2 separate regions of the Hordeum vulgare genome follow, and region 2 is linked to region 1. Evidence: chromatin contacts called from public Hi-C data. All regions are on one chromosome and are shown on one strand. The core of a region is the stretch at or near the end of the contact, and the rest is flanking DNA. Distances in the headings are between cores, read along the strand shown. Region 1 has its middle 79 kb from the start of LOC123395598. Region 2 has its middle 95 kb from the start of LOC123395598.

Region 1 (3,113 bases), core at 273-2,772:
ACTTTACAAGTAATCGTAAAGGGATTGACAACCCCTTTATCGCGTTGGGTGCCAGTTTGTTTGTTTTTGCGCAGGTGTCTTGGTGCCTCATCTTGATACTCCTACTGAATTGATACTCAAACTGAGGAAAATACTTATCTCTACTTTGCTGCATCACCCTTTCCTCTTCAAGGGAAAAATCAATGCAAACTCAAGAAGTAGCAATGAACTCGAGCAAGTCAAGAAAACAGAGGAGAGAAAGGGAAAACAGAGAGCTTGGGCTCGGGCTGGACAAAGCAGTATATATAGGGATACTTTTAGTCCCGGTTGGTGATACAAACCGGGACTAAAGACCTATATCTAGTCCCGGTTTGTATTACCAACCGAGACTAATGACCCTCGCAAGGGCCCCAGCCTGACAAAATTCTGCCACCACCTCTTTAGTCCCGGTTGGTAACATCAACCGGGACTAGATGTTACTAATAAACTGGGACTAAAAGCATTCCTCACGAACCGGGACTAATGGTCACATTGATCCCGGTTCAAGAGCAAACCGGGATTAATAATCGAAACGTAAAACATGTTTTCTACTAGTGTACGCGTGCACCCTATATGCGCCAAAACAATTAGTAATTCAAAAAAGTTAGCAAAATTCTAAATCTTTTTTGGAACCAAACATGATTAAGTATTGCACTCATATAAAAAGTTTGGACAAGAAAATATTTCCAATGAATCCGAGACAAAAAAAACAAGTTTAATTATGATGACAATATAGCGTGTATAGTACTTGTATATAGCGATTTTTGCCGAATCTTCGATCCACGATGCAACAGAAGTCATTCTTTGATGAATCCTTTTATACAACTACAATACTTATCATGTTTAATACCAAAAAAGATTTACAATTTTTTAAACTTTTTCTAAATTACTATTTTTTTTCATATAAGGTGAGCTGGCACCCAGGTTCTCCTTTGTATTTTCCGTTTTAGTACTAGCAAGCACAACGAGGAAAAAACCCAAAGAAACACTGTACTTGGCTAGATTGTGTAAATATCCCCGCCGCTTAATCGAACGACTGTTTGGTTATCCTCGCTTGTCGTCTCTAGTCTTTGCTCGCTCTGTGTTTTGTGTGTGTCGCGACCACCATTTTGACCAGTGATGTCCCACGAGATGAACGGTGACGTTGATACGTAGTTTCACGAGCCGTCCGCCGACTACGACTATGGGGATGTGAACGGGAGCCACGAGGTCGGCTGCGCCTGGTGTTTACCCGGCGCCGTTTTCCGCCGCCGCCACTGTCGTCGCCTCTGCTTTTTGATCGACGATCTTACTCGGGAGTGAACTGCGTCCGTCGGCGGTCGGCATCGCTTCATCGCTCATCGGTGGGCTGAAAATATTACGGATAAGAGGATGATTAGCTTGTCGCTTTGTCTGTGTACTTGATCTGGTCATGTGAATATTCCGCCGCCTAATCGGTGCGCGCCTGCCGTCTCTACAAGAATCAATCATGATTAACAGGGACGTACGACGTTCAGTTTTCTTTTGCGCCCACAACCTACTACACGCATGATAACGGGAAGCACGCGGCCGGCTGGCCTGGCGTTTACCCGGCGCCGTTTTCCGCCGCCGCTGCATCTGCTTTCGATCCGTCGAAGAAATCTCGTTCGAAGGTGACCGCTGCGTCGGCGTCGCGTCGAAGGTGACCAGACCAGTGGGCGAAGAAGTTTCGGATAAGAGCAGGCCGCGCGCCTGCGTCCAGAGAAGACCAATGGAACAGCAGCGCAGCGGGTCTGCAGCACGCGCGTTGCGCAGAGAAATGAGCAAAACTAGTGATAACATACAGTTAAGAGTTAACAGAAGCCAAGTTCTCATCGCATAAGGTATATGGATTTCTTTATTTCATGTATTTGTTGTTGAACATTCAAACATTGTGGGCAGTTCTCTCGGACTCAAATAGGTAGCATGACCGTGTTGGCTTTTGAACGTGCGTATGCACCGTATAGGTGTGCCTACGCGATTTTTGCTTCGGCCAGCAACTTGACGGAACTTGCGTAACTAGCGACACGAATAAAACTGATCAATGGATTCGATGGCTAAAGGCATGTGTCGAGCCTTTTCTTTGTATTGCTTTTCGTTTTTCTGGTGTTACAATCAACACCTCTAGGGTGCCTTTTATACACGTCCACAAGGAACTATGAAAATAGACTAGGACTAGGAATCCTAATACTACTAGGACTTGGTTTGGCTTTCTTTCCTAATCCTACAAGGAACAACATGATTAACTTCTACATTCACCTCCTTAATCTTGTTGCTTGACTTCACTTCTTGCACTCCGACTTTCTTCCTCATCTCGATGAACTTCTGTCGACCGAGGGACTTGGTGAAAATATCAGCAAGTTGGTCTTTCGTGTTCACATGTTGAACCTCGATCAACACTTCTTCAATGCACTCCCGGATGTGGTGGAACCGGGTATCTATGTGCTTACTCCTTTTGTGATGAACCAGATTTTTGCACAACGAGATTGCAGCTTGGTTATCGATCTTCAGTGACACCTTCTGCACCTCCCGCTTTGCAAGAATAGCTAGAAGTCTTCTCAGCCACACTGCTTGACAAGCCGCCGTGCTTGCAGCTATGTATTCTGTCTCGCATGAAGACAGTGCCACCACGTTTTGTTTCTGAGAATTCCAGCTAATCGGATTCGGGCCAAGGTAGAAAATCATGTCCGTTGTGCTCTTTCGGTCATCAACATCACCTGCCATGTCACTATCTGAATATCCACGAAGGATTAATCCTTCCTTTCCCTTTCTGTACGTACAACCAAGATTAATGGTGCCTTTCACATAGCGCAAGATTTGATTGACCGCGCTCATGTGCTCGGTTGTCGGATTCTCCATGAAACGACTCATGATCCCGACTGAATAAGCCAAGTCAGGTCGGGTATGCACCAAATATCTTAGGCTGCCCACAACGCTTCGATACATTGTGGTGTCCACCGGCGGATTTGAGCTACGCTTGCTCAACTTCTGACGTTGGTCCACTGAAACTTGTATCTCGTAGCAATATGACATGCCACACTTGTCCAATAACTTGACCGCGTAGGCCGATTGACATAGGGAAATCTCTCCGGAGCTTT
Region 2 (3,113 bases), core at 159-2,658, 170 kb before region 1:
ATGGACGTCTACCAAAGCCATGGCAACTGAAGCGGCCGCCAAGAGCATGAACCGGGCCGGCGAAGAATATCCACACAAATGCAGCCGCAACTGAGTTGGAAAGAGATGGTTAGGTTAAGTTAACCTCCTGTCGACGATAGATCAGCATTCAGCAAATGTTACACCATATCTACCACTGCCGGGACGCGGAGCAACAATATGTCAAAATAAAGAGCGATGGTGAAGTTAGTCTCCTATTGACGATAGAGTAAGGTAAAATACAAACGATTAGACTTTACCAACTAAATCTAGTCAAAAGTGGTTTGGTTTGGCGCCAGAAAAGCCGCAGCTTCTCGTGCGAGGATAGACTATCGTCCTACTACCTGCCGAGTTCGTTGCCTCTGAAAATGTTAATCATTAGGGCTCCTGTCTGTCCCATTATCATGACACCGTCCTTTCACCAGCAGTAGTAATCTCTCTACCCCCTCCTGCCTCCATCCATGAACATCCAGGTTTCGTTTTCCGAGAGGAGATGAACATCCATGTCTACTTTCCTGCTCATATAGGAAAACAAAATTAACTGCTGAAACCACTTATAGAACTATGCATGAAATCAGTAATAATTAACCGGGCAAGAGATTACCTACTACCAAAGTCTCACCGGTAACGCACAAATCATGCAACCCTGTCGCCCCAATAATGAAATCAGGCGAAAGACGGACGACTGGGAGTAAGTAAACACAACTTGGAAACTCTTTTTGTCATAAGAAAAGACAAGTTGGGTATTCTGGTGTGCATGCAGTGCTGTGGTTAGGTGGTGAGGCTCTGCTTCAAGCAACACGTACGTTGATGGGTTGATGTAGTATTGTACTCCTACTAATTAGTCTCGATTACCAAATTCGATCGTTCTTCCCTGTGAGTTGACTATGCATACCTTCAAGTGAACTGCTCCCCAAGTCCGTCGTCCGACCATCTGTACATACACACGATGATGGTGCATGCATCCATTGCCCTTGAACATTGCATTGTTTTGTGTACAGTTGAGTAGAAACCTATGCTTCTCTCTTAGGTAAAACAGACGGCTGGTAGCACCAGTAAGAAAGAAGGACGGCATCTGGCCATATCTCCATATCTAACACCCAAGAATCCGGGCGGGAAATAGGGAAGACAGAGAAGAAATGCAAGTCCAGAAATCAAGCAAGAAGCTAACAGGAAAAAACACAGTGGATCATACTGGCGAAAGAGCATTGTTCAAGGGGTACCAGTACTAAATTCGGGAAAGAGCAGTGGATTGTACTCTAGTGGCATCGTCCGGCCGGGCGTCCAGAACCCAAGCACTGACAAAACCTACACTGCAGCGGCATCTACACCTACACGTACGTGCGCGCACACGCAAAACGGCCGAGACAGGATGGACCCTCCAAGGCGTCGTCGACCCATCCATCTCATCTCGCCAAGAACCCTCCAAGGCGAGTTGGCACTTGGCGCTAGCCTAGCTTGGCCCGGCGCGTCCCGTCCCTGCTACGACGGACGAGATAATGCCAACAATTGGTGCGAGGAGGAAGGAAACGGACGTGGACGTGGACGTGGACGTGGGGGATGGCTGGACGAAACCGGGCGTCACGGGCTGGCGCTCCCGTGACTCCTGGGCTCCTGTCTGCGCTGCAGTGTCACCACGCTGATCCTCCGCCGAGCAAGCTAAACCCAATTATTTGGCTTCGGAAGCTGCGTGGGATTCGGCCGTATACGGGCTGCTAGGGACAGAGTGTTCTAGCAGGTGTCCGGTCACGGCGGTCAGTGCGTGGGCGTGACGCCTCGCGTGTGTCACCTCGCTGCTGCACCATGGCAAATCTCAACCGTACGTACGCCCCGGTCGACTTCGAAGCTGAGAATAGTAGGAGTACTACACAAGTTCCTTTCGATGGGGAAGATGGAGGGAGAGGGAGTGCGACCTTGTGAAGAAAGGTTGCTACTCATTTTGTTTTTAGAAAGCAGGAGACGCTAGACTGGGAATAGGATGGGATGACGCGTGCGGTCAACGTGCAAAATGAATGGATTAATCTGCATTAAAAACTACTCCCTCCGTTCCTAGATATAAGTCTTTGTAGAGATTCTACTAGTAGACTACATACAGATGTATGTAGACATACTATAAAATGTAGATTCACTCATTTTGTTTCGTATGTAGACTCCTAGTGAAATCTCTTAAAAGACTTATATTTAGGAACGGAGGGAGTAAATACGAAGCACAACAAATGAGAGGGTGCTTGGATACATTTTAGTCCCATGACTAAAAGTAATGAGACTAAAACTTGCTAGCCTCACCCATGCTTGAATTCAAATACTAAATAGACTAAAATCAAGTTAATGATCATTTATTATCCTCCAAACCCTCCAATCCAGAACTTGCATGAGGAGTTAAATGAGGAGAGAGAGGACTAATGCACATTTTAGTAGGGGTACCTATGACTAAAAGATTTTAGCCTCAAGACTAGTTTTAGCCTCTCTTTAGTCAGGGGTGATTGGAACTTTAGCCTCTTATAGAGACTAGTTTTAGTCAGACTAGTTTTAGTCTCTTGGACATATTCAACGGAGGCCATCGGAAGTGCCGGTGCATAGCGGACGGATAAAGCGTGCTGAGAATGTTAAGAGGGGCCGTGGTAGACCAAACCTGACATGAGAGGAGTCCGTTAAGAGAGACCTGAAGGTTTGAAATATCGACAAAGACTTAGCCATGGACAGGGGTGCGTGGAAGTTAGCTATCCACGTTCCAGAGCCATGACTTGGTTTCGAGATCTTATGGGTTTCAACTCTAGCCTACCCCAACTTGTTTGGGACTGAAAGGCTTGGTTGTTGTTGTTGTTGTTGTTGCTGTTGTAGTTTTAGTCTCTTGGATCCAAGCACCCTCTGAATATACATTCTAAATATGTCTATATGTATCCGTACGTACTTTATAATAAAATCTTTAAAAATAGAAACGGGAGAATACCTAGCATTAACTATGCTATTATTACGCTAATCCCAAAAGGATGTGATGCTAAAGAAATACGAAATTTCAGACCAAACCACTTTAGTAATTGCTCTATTAAGATCTTCAGTAAAACTATGACCAATAGGGTTTCCTCGTCTGTGAG

What was found. Hi-C and Micro-C count contacts between places; a contact is called where the count stands out from the background.
Region 2: a Hi-C map of leaf shows a contact between it and region 1, with 3 times the contacts expected there. The contact joins two enhancer-like sites. A contact is called at or near these places in 5 of 6 Hi-C or Micro-C datasets (leaf, seedling and an unstated tissue).

The regions. Positions count from the first base shown.
Region 1 is chr5H:425,367,725-425,370,837 of MorexV3_pseudomolecules_assembly, reverse strand. No RefSeq gene overlaps it. Among protein-coding and RNA genes, the nearest start is that of LOC123395598, 79 kb to the left of the region's middle. Within about 2 kb of position 1,522, at least 1 of the 3 cell types and tissues checked has open chromatin away from gene starts, as enhancers often do. A contact at or near this core is called in leaf, where this site is marked.
Region 2 is chr5H:425,542,111-425,545,223 of MorexV3_pseudomolecules_assembly, reverse strand. No RefSeq gene overlaps it. Among protein-coding and RNA genes, the nearest start is that of LOC123395598, 95 kb to the right of the region's middle. Within about 2 kb of position 1,408, at least 3 of the 3 cell types and tissues checked have open chromatin away from gene starts, as enhancers often do. A contact at or near this core is called in leaf, where this site is marked.